Regions from separate parts of the Sus scrofa genome. Here all the other regions are linked to region 2. The links are chromatin contacts, called in public Hi-C and HiChIP or PLAC-seq maps. All regions are on one chromosome and are shown on one strand. The core of a region is the stretch at or near the end of the contact, and the rest is flanking DNA. Distances in the headings are between cores, read along the strand shown.

Region 1 (4,910 bases), core at 32-2,531, 100 kb after region 2:
AGCAAAAAAAACCAGACCTAAATTCTCACTGAGGACCACTCCTCGATGCTCCAGCCGCTTCGGTCGCTGGGCGGCCTCGCGCGCTTCGCTCTCAGGCGCCAGCCACGCGTTCAGACCGTTAGGTAGGCACTGCCGGGCGAGGGCGCACGAAGACGCTCCCGGCCGCGAGGATTTTCATGATCTGCCTAGAAACTCGTGACGTCTACGCAGAAGCTTAGCGAGGGTTGGCTGAGACTGGGGGGGGCGGGAAGGAAGCTAGAACGACAGGAGGGGATTGTGGGGAAGATGAGAGTAGGAAAACCTGTATCCCGCCTGGCAGAGAGCGTATATTTGACTCAAGGTGATGGCTACCGCATAAAATAATGTGAAAACAAGAGATAAAGGTTGGTCGTCGCAAATGTGATCTCTATAAGGAAAATAAGGAATTGTGGGCACCCCTGTGCCTTTTGGTCTGGTGGTGCGGCCTGAACACGTGCACTCCTGCCGCGGAGGGGACTGCGCGCGCACCCTCATTCCCGCCTTGGGTCTTGAGGCCGGCTCGAAGTCAAGCAGTCGTTAGTCACACGGACAAAAATGCTCCCCGGACTCCAAGCGCTTCCTGAGTTGGGTGGGAAAGGGGTTCGGAAGGACTTTCGGCCATGGTCTCTTAAGCCTTTTCGGCGCCACGCCCCCTGCTCTCCACATACAAGTAACACGCTTGAGCGAACCAGCGTTTCCGGCCTCACTTCCTACCAAAGGTGCCTGTGCGCTTGCCTCCCCGCCGGGACCTATTAATAAGACATGAAAAATGAGGGTGAGCGTGTAAAACCTCCTCTGTTGCTTTTGTTCTCCCCAGGACCTCGTTCCTCATCTTCCACATCAAATGTCTCCCAGGGTGGAGTCTCAGAACACTTTCCCTGAGCCCAAATCTGGCCATTCACATGGGCGGCATCCTGTTGAGGCTTGGGCTCTCTGAAAGTCCTTGCTTGGAAAGGTCATGAGGCATGGGCTGAGTTTCTTGGTGTAGTGAAGTTTGAGGATTTGGGGTTTTTTTGTTTTTCTTCAGGAGGGCAATCATTACATGCATCTATTTCATTTAATTGAACTACCTTCAAGCAAGGAGGCACTATATTTAACCCTATATTATGGATGAGGACACAGATTTAGAGAGGCCTTACTATTCTCTATATGGGGGTGGCAGGCGGGGAAATTATTGTTGGCAATTTTGGTGGCCAGTCTAAGTCCTTTTTATTTTTTATTTTTTATTTTGTCTTTTGTCCTTTTAGGGCTGCGCTGGGGGCATATGGAGATTCCCAGGCTAGGGGTTGAATTGGACCTGTAGCTGCCAATCTACACCACAGCCACGGCATTGCCAGATCTGAGTTGTGTTTGTGATCTACACCGCTGCTCATGGCAATACTGGATCCTTAACCCACTGGGTGAGGCCAGGGATCGAACTTGAGTCTTTATGGATACTAGTAGAGTTCATTACCACTGAGCCCCAGGGGGAACCCTCACAGGTGCTCTAATTTCATTGGTTTTTTTTCTTCTTGTTGTTGTTTTTAAGATTGTGTGACCTTGCAAGTTTTCTTTGGCAGAAAGTGTTTCTAAAGTCTTAAAAGCCGGAGTTCTCGTCGTGACTCGGTGGAAATGAATCCGACTAGGAGCCATGAGGTTGCGGGTTCAATCCCTGGCCTCTCTCATCCAGTCAGGATCTGGCGTTGTCGTGAGCTGTGGTGTAGGTTGCAGACACAGCTTGGATCTGGCGTTGCTGTGGCTGAAGCGTAAGCCAGCAACTACAGCTCTCATTAGACTCCTAGCCTGGGAACCACCATATGCCGTGGGTGTGGCCCTAAAAAGACACACACACACACACACACACACACACACACACACACCACACACAATATTTATGGCTTACAAAAGAGTCTTATCTAAAAATGGCATAATCGGCTCTTTATTCTCTGTTCTCCTACCTCTCTAGCTTTATTGTCCAGCAACATCTCATGTATTCTGCCATCAAGCCACATTTGAACTTGCCCCTCCCTGAACATGCCTTTCACACGGTGGTTCTTCTGCCTATGATGTCACTAGAATATAAGCTCCTTTAAGGCTGGGACTTTGTCTTGTTTGCCACTGCATCCCCACTGCCTGGAACTATACCTGGCACAAAGTTAAGTACTCAATACATATTTATTAAATGAATAAGTGCTCTTCCCCAGTTCTCTGCTATGCAAGAGTCTGTTTATTCTTCAAGGTCAACTAAATGTCACTGCTTCTGGACTTTTCCATGATTTCTTATCCCCCACCCTCCAACTGCCATTGTCAATTTGTTGTTCTCTTTTCTGTCTTCCATAGCACTAGATCTAAACTGGTCTAAGAGCACTCATCATATTGTGCTGTGGCTTTTGTTTGGGGCTCTTGTCTCCATCCACACACTCCTCCAGTGTGAACTCCAGGACAGTGCAGAAACAATGCCTGCTCAGGAAATAACTCTGATAAAAATTACCTCTGCTTCCCCTTCCCAGAACTCTGTTCCAAGTTGGTCCCAATCAGGAGTTAAAGCATCTGGGCAGAAGGTTAAAACCAGCTTAACCATAACAGTTAACTTTGACTCCCAAATCTTTCTTGAGCTTTATACTCTCACTCTCTTGGGTTTATTGACTAGTGACCTTCCACCTGGATTCCTGGATTTTTCTTTGTTTACTCCCTAGCTCAGATCTTATCCTCACCTTGACTCTGATGGGCCAACAAGGTTGATTCACTTAGTACTGACTCCTCATGTTTAACCCTTTATTTATATACTCTTCTAATTCTGGTTAAGACTATGCCGAAACTATATACATAAAGACTATACTGATCCTAACTAGTGATTTAGCCTCTATAAACAAGTTGCTCTGAGTCAGGCATAGACAGCCCCAGGACTAAAGAGCAGGTAAGGGAGAAAGAGAGTTTTGAGGGATCAGGGAAGCAGCATATTTGGGGAGCCCAGAAACCAAGTTTAAAAAAAAGTCGAATGAGCGATGCAGGTTCAGAAGAGGATAGCTCTCGAGCTGGGGTTTCTCCTGCTTTTTGTCATGTTTAAACCTGCTGTTTCTATAACCCAGTCCCCCCACAAGGAACTACCTGGGCCAAGGTGATTATCCATTTGAAGGAATACCTTCTCCATTTCCCTAGGAAAGCATCATTCACATAAATGGATCAGCTGGAGCAAGCTCATTTACCAAAATTCAGTTCACAAGTGACCAATTTATAAAATTATCAGAACTTTTAGAAAACTATTTTTATATGATACAGCTATTTTTATTAGAAGGAATTATATTAACGGCCTTAAAAATATTGAAGTTTAAAATTTTAATTGAAGAAATGAAAGTTAAGGCTGCTAAGTCATTGAGGAACTGGAAAAATGTAAGCATGTGAACAAAATAGAAAATGATGTTCAAAAGTACCTGAAAAGGGAGTTCCCATTGTGGCTCAGAAGGTTAAGAACCCAACTAGTATCCATGAGGATGAGAGTTCAATCCCTGGCCTCTCTCGCTGGGTTAAGGATCCAGCATTGTCTCACAGGTTGCAACTGGGGCTTGGATCTGATCCCTGGCCTGGGAATGCTATATGCCTTGGGGCAGCCAAAAAAGAAAGAAATTAGGAAAAAAGGCTAAGTGGGAAGGACCTCTAATACCATTTCTCAAAAAAGATATTTCTTACACTTCTTAATAAAGTTGCCAGCAATTACTACTGTATGTACTAGTTTTGAATGCTTTTGTAGATTTCTGGGAACTTTTAATTAATGGATTTTTATTTTATGGCAATATTTAAGGAATATTTAATTTGTCTGAAGTCACCTAACAATTTAAAGGCTTTATGAAAATAAAGGGGTCCCGCTGTGGTGCAGCAGGTTAAGGGTCTGCTAAAAGGTGATGGAGAGCACACAAATTTTGGAAAATGGAGTGATGTGATCAGATTTGCCATCTTGGGATAAAATTGGCAGGTAGGATGGGGTGGAATGGCCTATTAGCAGAGAAACCAACTGGATGAGTTATGGAAGAGATTCTGAGGACCTGACTTAAGATGGGTAGGATGGACCCAAGAGAGATTTAGGAGATAAAACCAATAGAACTTGATGACTGAGACTCAGGGAAAGTAAGAGAAGGAAGAGTTTCAAGAATAAGCTTTCTGTAATTTTTTTTTTTTTTTTTTGCTTTGGGCTTTTGGCTTTTAGTTGCAGGAACCCTGGGCATCTCTTTGGGTCACTCTGTCTTCTGTGGCTCTCAGTGTTCTACAAGACCAGTTTGAATGTCTCAGCAAGGCAGGGTTGGCTCTTTCTTATGCCTTTAATCAAGATAGACATAGGGGAAGAAACTGGGAGGGAAGACAATGAGATAGTGATTTTGGACAAATGGGTTTAAATGACCTACAGAGGATCTAGCAGGGAGTTGAAATATGGATCTACAGGGAGGATTGTATCACAATGACCTGGGGGATCTTTTTAAAAATAGAATACTGGGAGCCATTGCTGTGTGTGTGTGTGTGTGTGTGTGTGTGTGTGTGTGTGTGTGTGTGTGTGAGTGAGTGAAGGGGTGGTTTGGCAGGGATATTTTGAAATAGCTCCCCAGGGGATTTACCCCTACTTCCTCTGGAATTACTGTTGCTCTAGCAGCTTGAAAGGGTTGAAATGGACATAAACGCTTTGTCATGAATTCTTTACCCACTTTACAAGCCGGAGAGAGGGGCCCTGGTTCAATGACTGGAACAATTCTAGTGGTCTTCTCAGACTGACAGGTAACCCACTTTTAGGGAGAAAGAGGAGAGGGATCCCTGAGAAGACCAAGAGGCAGGAAAGCAGCAGCAAAAGCAGGGTTTATCACTGGAGGAAAGATACCAGGAAGTACAGATGAGCAAAACTGACTAAAAATGGTTGCTCTATAAATGTG
Region 2 (4,765 bases), core at 1,759-4,258:
TCTTCTCAAACCTGGGCAACTTCCTGGCATCAGGGAGCTTTGGTCTCCCTGCTTTGTTTGCAAGCGTTCATCATCGTATTCTAAGGTCTGATCAGAGGCCCTGAACCCTCTTTATTCCTTCTTTCAGACGGCCTTGGAGCCTCACGTAGGCAGAGCACCCCCTACCCCCAGGCCCCTTCCCTTCCAGGCTTTGCAGTAACTCTCCTTACACGACGATCTTTATTTAACCTTGACTCCATGGGCAGGTTTGAAGGACCAGAACCTTCCAGCCAGGAAAGCGCTTTCACTTCTGCCACACAGAGCCCTTGCCAGCCACTCACCCAGCCCACCACCTGCCAGAGTCCACCCCAGCCAACCCATTACGTGCGACACCTTCTCTCCACCACTAAGTCAGCTTTCCTTTCTTTCAGCTTCTTCACTTGCAGGGGCATGGGTCCAGCAGCTGCTGGCTCCCTGCACCTGCTCTTGGGACTGGAAAAGGTGGGGCTTTTTTCTACCAGCTCCGGTTCAGAAAGTCCCAGGAGAAACCCTGCCTGGGCCTAACTCTGAGTGCCCCTTCTCAGGAACTGTGTCCAGCTTCTTCTGTGTGGTCATCCCAGCTCTGTGGCCTGGGGGTCAGCGGAGACATCAGGAGAGTTTGCTAGGAGAATATGCTAGGTGGACTCAAAAGAAAGCCTTCATCCAAGCTTGTTTGAGTTTTGAACCAAAACAAATCATTTCTTTCATTCATTTGTTTACCCAACCATCCAACCATCCATCCATCCGTCCATCCGTCCGTCCACCCACCTACCCACTCACCCATCCATCCATCCACCCACCCACTAATCTAGTGATTGAACATTTATTTATCAAGCACCTCCATGTGCAAGGCAGTGTGGTATCGGAGGTGGATATTGCAGTGCATAAGATTCAGCTTCTGCCCCCACGGGTGGACAGGCCAGTGGGCAGGAGGGGAGATCGATGTATAAGCTATAAAAATGCAGTAACAAAGCCACGTTCACGTGCCTGGGGTACCCTGGTCAAGGGGGCCTACCCAAGGGGATGGGAAGAAGTCATGGGCAGGAGCAGGGGCTGGTGGGTTTGGCGCAGGACTTGTGGGTCTCAAGCCTCACTTGGACACCAGTGGGATGGAGTCAGGCTGGCCCAGATGCATGTGCAGCAGGGATCCACAGGCACTGTGCCTTCCAGAAGCTGTTTGGAGCTCTCTGGGCATAAGCCACCCTCCTTCCCCCAGCCCCTCCTGGCAAGGAAGACCCCAGCCGTCTCCTCTGGCCATCTTGCCTTTCCCTCCCGAGGGTCTCCTGGAGATCAGGCCCCTGAGAATCCTCCTCTTGCCTCTGCTGTGATGGGCTTCGGCAGTCACCTCTCTCCCAGGTGCGGGACCCTGGGCAAGTCACTTAATCACTTTGGGCCTCAGTTTCCCCATCTGTAACATGGGGACAGTAACAGTACTTACCACATAGAGTTTGGGGTTAATTAGCTAATATTTGTGGAGTGCTTGTAACAGCGTCTGACCTGTAGTCAGTAAATGTTTACTGCTGTGTTATCGATGTTGTTATTCGGAGCCCGTGGGGTTACCTCCTCAGGGTCTAGCTTGGCTTGGAGGAGTGTTTCCTGCAGGCCCATGTGGCATCGGATCTCTGGTCTGGGGTGAGAGCGCTGCCCTTTTCTCCGTCTTCTCTCTGTATGGTCTGAAGCCCACCCAGTGCTGTCCAGGAACTTCCCTGCATCCAGGTTGGCAGTGGCAGCACTTGACAGCTGCACACAATGGCAATGGCCTTTGGCCTCAGAGCCGAAGAGAAGGGCATGACCTCATCCCACCCTCTGAATCCAGGAATGGAGGCCTGAGTCCTTAAAAGGCTGGGGTGTCTCTTTGAAAAGGACCAAGCAGGGGCACCCCTGAGAAAGCAAGCAGACCTATTCTCCTGCCCCTCCCAGGCCCTGCCGGTCCTGAGGCTCTGGGTGTAACTGGGGCCTTCGGAGACTGGATGTATCATGATGAAAAGCTCCCTGGGGGGGGATCGCCACCCCGACCCCGGACCATCGAATCCCCCCTCACCTGCGCACTGTTTCCAGGGATGCCCTCAGTGGTGACAAAGCCTCTCTAGAAACACACTGCAAGTCCTCAGCCCTACCCCCCCCCATCAAGGCCCCCTGTCTGGAGTGGGGGTGCACCCTAAGCTAGCCCAGGAAGCCTCCCCGAGTTACTTCTGTCTGCGCCTGCTGGGGACTATGCTGGGGCTGCTGGGGACTATGCTGAGTGCGTTTCCCTCAAGTTGTCTTTTTTTTTTTTTTTTTTTTTGTCTTTTGTCCTTTTATGGAGGTCCCCAAGCTAGGGGTCTAATCGGAGCTGTAGCTGCCGGCCTACACCACAGCCACAGCAACGCCGGATCCTTATCCCACTGAGCAAGGCCAGGGATCGAACCTCAACCTCATGGTTCCTAGTCAGATTCATTTCCGCTGCGCCATGATGGGAGTGCCGCCCTCAAGTTGTCTTGTATCAGGGAGTCAGAGGCTGGCTGAGATTGAAAGCGGAGTGTCCAGGTTTAAGCAGACTTGTGCCAGGCAGTTGACTAAAGCACCAGCAGTTCCTGCCCGGGTTTCTCTGCCCACTTAGTCATGGTGACTGCATGCCCTGGCCGGGTCCTGACTTTGGATAGTCCCTTCCCAGAGGGGACCCTGACAGTGTGTCCCCTGGGATTTGGGGCTCCCCAGATCTGGGGCTTGTGGGCATCACTGTCCTCCGTGCACATGCAGCACTGTCACATGTGTCCCCTGATGGGAGCATGCCAGGATGACAAGGTTATCCCTGCTTATCAGCTCTTTCCCAGCTTCCTCTGCCTGTTGCTTATAGACCTGAGCCCTGGGCGCCACGTCTTCCTCAAATAATGAGAGGAAGTGTGGTCATCGGCACACAGATGGCTGGGGGTTCCGGATTGCGGCTCCCGGCCACCACTCCCTGACCTGCGCCCCCATCTCTCGCCAGGCGGTCCTCAGCTCTTTCCTGCCAGCCCGTGGGTGCCACTCAAGATGTCCCCTTTTGATTCCTGGGGACTGTTCATGGCCTTTCTCGCCCTGCTCTGCTGCCCAGGTAAGCCAGCGCCTGGGGTTTCCGACTGGGCGTCTGCCAGCCCAGAGGGTGGGTCGTCTGTTCCCCTGGCTTCGGGGCTGGAAGTTGCGGAGGCTTTGAACACAGCGGCTGCCCATCATGGGTACCGGAGGCTGTTCCAGCCTGGCTTCCCCATGACCCCGGGCAGCGGGTGGGGGTCCTGGCCTTTTGGGCATCCAGTTCAACAGGCCCCATAGCTTCATGGCATGTGGATGTGGCAGGTCGTGGAGACTGAATGGTGGGCTAGGCGGGATGCTCGGGAGGTGAAGGGAGTTCCCAGCTTGTTGTCCAGTGTGGCCTAGGGGGCAGCAGAGGGCATCACCTTCTGGGTCCACTCAAAGTGAAAATGAAACCCCTTCGAGGGGGTCAAAGGGCCCTTGAAGGAAAATGCCACCGTGTGCTGAGCACACCTGCCATGTACTTTCATGACAACCCTGCAGGAAAGGGATTATTGGCCCAGAGGAAGAAACTGAGGCTCAGAGAGAGAAAGCACTTTGCTCAACGCCACACGACTGGCACCGGGCAAATTCAAGATTCAAATCTCTCTTTCCTGGAAGTTCCTATTGTGACTCAGCAGTAACAAGGCCCACCAGTATCCATGAGGATGTGGGTTCAATCCCTGGCCTCACTCAGTGGGTTAAAGATCTGGTGTTGCCTTGAGCTGAAGTGTATATTGCAGACATGGCTCAGATCTGGCGTGGCTGTGGTGTAGGCCAGTGGCTACAGCTCCGATTCAGCCCCTAGCCTGGGAACTTCCATATGCCACGGGTGTGGCCATAAAAAGCCAAAGAAACGAACAAACAAACAAACCCCGCCAACTTCTCTTTCCCTGCCTCTCTTGCCCCTTCTTTCTATGCTGCTAGCTGAGGGCTAAGTGGGGGCATGCCGGTGTGGCAGGAGCCAACAGGACACAGGCCAGGCCCAGCAGGTGGGGATCAAGGACCTTCTGGTGATCACTGAGTGGGAGGTGAGCGCCGAGGGCTCTGTCTTCGTGCCTGGAACATTTCTTGGCCTGATGCCACACACAGGGGGAGCATTGTGCTGAGCACAAAGGAAACATGTGAAACCCAGGCTCTGCCCTCTAGAAACTCCAAAATGGGAGAGGCAGCAAAGGAGAGGCAGCAGGAATGTGAGTCATTTGCAAAGTGGTCCCATGACCTTCCTGACTCGCCTCCCCCCTGCCCCCCCACCTTCCTCCTCCCTGAGCTCCAGCCATCCTGGGCTCCTCCCTGCCTGAGGTCCTGGCACTGGCGGTTCCCTCCCCACCGCAGGCACCTGCCAGGCTCCCCCAACCTCTTTCATGTCTTTGCACAAACCTCGGTGTTTCAGTGAGGCCTGTGTTGACCACACTCTTTCACATGATACCCGCACCCCATTTCCCTTCCCAGTCACTTGCCACCAGCAACAGCCTGCCTATTTTGCTGCTTATGGTCTGTCTCCTTTACTTTGTGAGCTCTGTAAGGGTGGGGTGAGGTCTGCTTGGGTCCTGCTGGGTCCCCGGAGCCTAGAACAGTGCCTGGCACCCAAGAGATGCTCAAAAAGGATTTGCAGGAGAAGGGCGGAGGGGGGAAAGAGTCGAACCCATGACCATGCGGGCTCAGAGGACACAAGCTGCCTCCACTTCAGAGAGGCCTTCATGAGGGGACATTTGGGCTG
Region 3 (4,836 bases), core at 1,957-4,456, 78 kb after region 2:
GAGGGTGCTCAGAAATGTTGGTCTCCTTCCCCATCTCTCCTGGAGACGCCCTTGGGCATAATATTAATAGAACAATAATGTTCTCTAAAGACATTGACCCAACGTGCTATGATCAATGCAGTCAAGACTCATGCTCGAAGCAAAGAAGAGGTGGAGCCTTCCCTGGGGGCAGTCCCGGCCTCTGGCTTCAAGGAAGGCGGGACAGAGAGAGGTGAGAAACGTGAACCCCAAGTGACCAAGAGGGGCTTGGAAAGAGCTGCCACCAGCCGCTCTGAGGCTGCGCCTAAGGTAAGGACAAGTATGCCTGTAATTAATGCGACGGCCCCAAGCCCCAGGGAATTGAACCTCAGAGGGGTTCTTGAAGTCTGAAATAGGCCACTTTCAGATCAAGAGGAGAACTGTGGGTTGCTACAATAGGTACAGAGAACCCCAGGGCTGGCCAATTCTGGAAATATGAAAGGAGTTCCAAACACACTGAAATCTGTGGATCCCAAGATGATGGGAGCTTCATCCTGAACCCTTTGAGGCTGACGCTGGAGATACAGATCACAGCCTCTCCCCGCTGGCCACCATGCAGAGGCCGCTGTGCGCAGTCTCTGAGCCTGGAGAAGCCAGGCATCTGGTCCCAGATGGTGCCACAAGAAAGGCTGGGTGACTCCCACTGGTGGGAAAATCTCAGGTCCAATTCAAAGTTTCTCTTCTACTAGCAATGAATTATGTATATGTCTCCATGACTAAAGCGCCTCGAAAAGACCTTTTCTAGACGAGAGAAAAGGATCCGGGTACCCACCTCCACACTCTTCGGTTCTTCCCTCTTTGGGTCCGATGGCTGCCATCGTGGTAACCTGTTATGAAAGTGTATCCCAGGGATCCCCAGCATTGCGTGGGCCAAGCAGAAGTGGGCTGGCGAGAGGATACGTGCCCTTGCTCTGGCTGGTCCTACCTGTTCTTGGCAGTAACCTGACTGGTAGGAGCCTCAGCCACACCTCGCTGGTGCCCAACTTGTGTGGCTCTTGAGCAGTCCCCAACTTGGGCTCCTGCACCCTAACTCCTAGGGGAGACCTGAGGCTTCTCGCATGGTCCACAGTTCACATACTAGTCCCCTAGCATTAGCTAGAGGCCTGTCATGGGAGGTTCCACCTCAGTGCCCCTTCCCCCAGGTGACAGAGAAGAAAGATGTTTCAAGGGGGCAGAACACCGCATGGGGCTCAGAGACCCTCCCCCGCTTCCCGCTGGGCTCCTCCCCTTTGGTGGAGCTGGAAGGAGAGGAAAGGAGGGTCCTCACCTTTCTTGTGGCCTCACCTTCCTCTGAGCCTATAATGACACTCCTCCTAGTCCTCCTGGGGGACTGCCTGGGGACAGGTCCTGGAGATCCCGGTGTCCTTCTTAGCAGATAGCGAATCAGGAGCACAGATGGGCAATGGTTCAAGATGGAAGAAAAGACAACTCTATCCTCTGATCCTAAAAGGGGGGCGGATGTTGCAAGGTGCAAGCTCTCAGGTTCTGGACCATGGGGAGGGGGGTGACTTTTCCACACCGGGTGCCAACACCATAATCAACCACCTCCAGAAAGCTTTGCTTGTTGGTTTGTTTTCCCACAGAGTCGAGTGCTAAATGTTCTTCCACTCAACGGTTTAAACTGAGAGGAAGTGCTCTTATCCCTGGAGACAGTTTGATACTGATGACCTCCCGATGCTGAAGTGGCCCCAACCCTGGGCACCTGCAGCCCTAGCTTTCCTGACCCTAGCTTTGCCCTGCTGTGTGGTCTCCACCATACACCCCGTGTCTCTGGGCTGTTTTTATCTGGAAAATGGATGGACAGCAATCTGACTCTTGAAGGAGGACTAAATGAGGCGAAGGCACTCTTGCGACTAGTGGCAGGATCCTTGTGATCTGAGGGATCTAGAAGTTTTAAAAAATAGAGTGGCACCCATCCAGTCTGCTTTGAAGAAAGGGCTTAGGAAGCTGTAACATGTAAGCCTCTCTGAGGAGTGCCTGTCGTGGCTCCGTGGTAACAAACCTGACTAGCATTCGTGAGGACGCGTGTTCAATCCTTGGCCTTGCTCAGTGGGTTAAGTATCCGGCATGGCTGTGGCTGTGGGGTAGGACCCCTAGCCTGGGAACTTCCACATGCTGCTAATGCGGCCCTTAAAAAAAAAGTAAGCCTCTCTGAGCCTCAGTCTCCTCCTCTGTTAAATGGGGTGATAAGGATCCCTCCTTCACTAGGTGGTCGCGAGGGTCTAATGTGAGATGGCACAGGCACGCTCTTCGCAACCTGATATGCACAACACAGCTACTAAGGAGAAGACAGACTTGTAGGAGACCACAGTGGCTGGAGAGGGCATCTTTCAGGGTGCTGTGCCCAAACTCCAGTGCTGGGGGTGAGCCTCAAGCCCTCAAGGACTCTTCCAACATTGAGATTCTCTGATGGGGACAGGGCTACAGGAGGAAACACTTGTGGGCAGTGTTTGTTCCCAGGATCTCTGTGACGGATCCCAGGGTCAGAGGCAATACTTCAAGTTTTGGTCCTTTGTCCCACCCACCTGCGGGAGCCCCTAGGCTCAGGGAAAGCATAGAGCTGGGGCCCTCTAGTGGTCAATGTTAGCACTGCATCCAGCTGGGCCTCAGGCCACGTCAGGTGGCAGGCAGGAGGATGGTGATGGGGCAAAGCTGGAATCCATGCCCAGAAACCCCGGAACTGAGTGCTCTCCTTGGCCCCCTTTCCCAACACACACATTCTTTCTGGTGGCTGGAGGGCATCAGTGCAGGGAGGAGTAAAGGTGTAAAGAGTGAGGAAGCATCAGCCTAGCTCTCAGGGTTCATCCATCCATCTGAATATTGTCCCTTTTTGGGGACCAGCATGGGCCCTCCTCATCCTGGTGGACAACCCCACCATGACACCCTGCCAGAGCGCGTCTGCCACCTTCCCCTTGAAAAAAGGACAGATCGGGTGGTCTCTCAAGCTGAGACCCTGTGTGTACGACAGCTCTCGGGGCTGGTGACAGTGGGGAGGGGAAGTTGACGGACCCGGGGGACATGACCCCAGAGGAGGAGCGGGAACAGGATGAGTGGGAGGAGGTTCTAAATTATCCATTAGCACATGCCTGCCAGTGGGCCATGCATAAATGTATAGAGAAAATAGGTGGGGGCAGAGGGAGAGAGAAGAGGCCAGGGTATAAAAAGGGCCCAAAAGGGACCAATTCCAGAATCCCAGGACCCAGCTCCCCAGACCACTCAGGGACCTGTGGACAGCTCACCGGCTGTGATGGCTGCAGGCAAGTGCCCCTAAAATCCCAGTGGGCTTGGTGTGTTCTGAAGGGTGACGTGGGGGCCATGCAGATGGATGGGGCACCAACCTTGGGCTTTGGGGTTTCCGAATGTGAGCATGGATATCTACTCCTAGATATGAGGCCAAGTTTTAAATGTCCCTGGGGGAGGGGGAGGAGAAGGGACAGGGCTGGTGGAGCCCAGGCCTCTTGTCTCTGGGATCCCTCTCTCACGGGCCCTCCTGGTCTCTAGGCCCTCGGACCTCCGCGCTCCTGGCTTTCGCCCTGCTCTGCCTGCCCTGGACTCGGGAGGTGGGCGCCTTCCCAGCCATGCCCTTGTCCAGCCTATTTGCCAACGCCGTGCTCCGGGCCCAGCACCTGCACCAACTGGCTGCTGACACCTACAAGGAGTTTGTAAGCTCCCCAGGGAGGGTGCTGGAGGGGGGTGGTGGAGAGGGGTGAATTCGTCCCTCTCTGCCTAGTGGGAGGAAAATGAGGGGTTCTGGAGTATTGAGGCCAACCGAAGATGCTATCAGGTGAGTGTAAACTGAAGGGGATTCCCAAGAAAAGCAGCAAGGAGAACCGCGCCCCAGTGTAGACCTGGATGGCTGTCCCCTCTCCCAGGAGCGCGCCTACATCCCGGAGGGACAGAGGTACTCCATCCAGAACGCCCAGGCTGCCTTCTGCTTCTCGGAGACCATCCCGGCCCCCACGGGCAAGGACGAGGCCCAGCAGAGATCGGTGAGTGGCCACCTGCCAGCCGGGGAGCAGGGGCCTCCCTCTTCCTAAGAAGGCTGCCCCATCTCTCATCATCAGGGCCTTGGGCGGCCTTCTCCCCGAGCTGGTGGGGGTGATGGTGGCAGAGGGCGGGGTGGTGAGGGGGACGCCCACCGGCGGAGGCAGCGCCCCCCATCCACGCATCTGCCCGCAGGACGTGGAGCTGCTGCGCTTCTCGCTGCTGCTCATCCAGTCGTGGCTCGGGCCCGTGCAGTTCCTCAGCAGGGTCTTCACCAACAGCCTGGTGTTTGGCACCTCAGACCGCGTCTACGAGAAGCTGAAGGACCTGGAGGAGGGCATCCAGGCCCTGATGCGGGTGGGGATGGCGCTGCGGGTCCCGCACACTGGGGCCCATGCCGGCTCTCTCCCGGCTGAGCGGAGCGGTGGGGGGACGCACGTGGGCTGGGGGAGAGGGTCCCATGCTCTCTCTGTAGCAGTTCACTCTCGACCCGGAGAAATCTTTTCCTCATTTCCCCCTGCGGAGTCTTCCCTCTTTGTCCTTCTCCAAGCATGGAGGGGAGGGTGGAAGACGGAGGGGACAGGAGAGCGCCGCTGCCAAGGACTCGGCCTCTGTCTCTCTCTCCCTTTTGCAGGAGCTGGAGGATGGCAGCCCCCGGGCAGGACAGATCCTCAAGCAAACCTACGACAAATTTGACACAAACTTGCGCAGTGATGACGCGCTGCTTAAGAACTACGGGCTGCTCTCCTGCTTCAAGAAGGACCTGCACAAGGCTGAGACATACCTGCGGGTCATGAAGTGTCGCCGCTTCGTGGAGAGCAGCTGTGCCTTCTA

Evidence for each region. A called contact is a pair of places that touch in the nucleus more often than the background predicts. HiChIP or PLAC-seq counts read pairs in DNA pulled down with a chosen protein or histone mark.
Region 1: a contact with region 2 is called in an H3K27ac HiChIP or PLAC-seq map of alveolar macrophages. The contact joins the promoter of LOC100512920 here to the promoter of ICAM2 in region 2. A contact is called at or near these places in 6 of 47 Hi-C or Micro-C datasets (blood, heart right ventricle, liver and 2 more) and 2 of 2 datasets of contacts at active chromatin or transcription factors (alveolar macrophages and skeletal muscle).
Region 3: a Hi-C map of skeletal muscle shows a contact between it and region 2, with 3 times the contacts expected there. The contact joins the promoter of GH1 here to the promoter of ICAM2 in region 2. A contact is called at or near these places in 16 of 47 Hi-C or Micro-C datasets (blood, embryonic fibroblasts, epiblast stem cells and 9 more) and 2 of 2 datasets of contacts at active chromatin or transcription factors (alveolar macrophages and skeletal muscle).

Annotation. Positions count from the first base shown.
Region 1 is chr12:15,085,789-15,090,698 of Sscrofa11.1, forward strand. LOC100512920 (intercellular adhesion molecule 5) reads right to left here and starts at 1,282. Exons shown (of 8, transcript XM_013980848.2): 1 at 18-1,282.
Region 2 is chr12:14,983,628-14,988,392 of Sscrofa11.1, forward strand. It overlaps ICAM2 (intercellular adhesion molecule 2), which reads left to right and starts at 3,009. Exons shown (of 5, transcript NM_001001631.1): 1 at 3,009-3,091. The coding sequence starts at 3,031.
Region 3 is chr12:15,061,759-15,066,594 of Sscrofa11.1, forward strand. It overlaps GH1 (growth hormone 1), which reads left to right and starts at 3,207. Exons shown (of 5, transcript NM_213869.1): 1 at 3,207-3,275; 2 at 3,520-3,680; 3 at 3,891-4,007; 4 at 4,198-4,359; 5 at 4,637-4,836. The coding sequence starts at 3,266.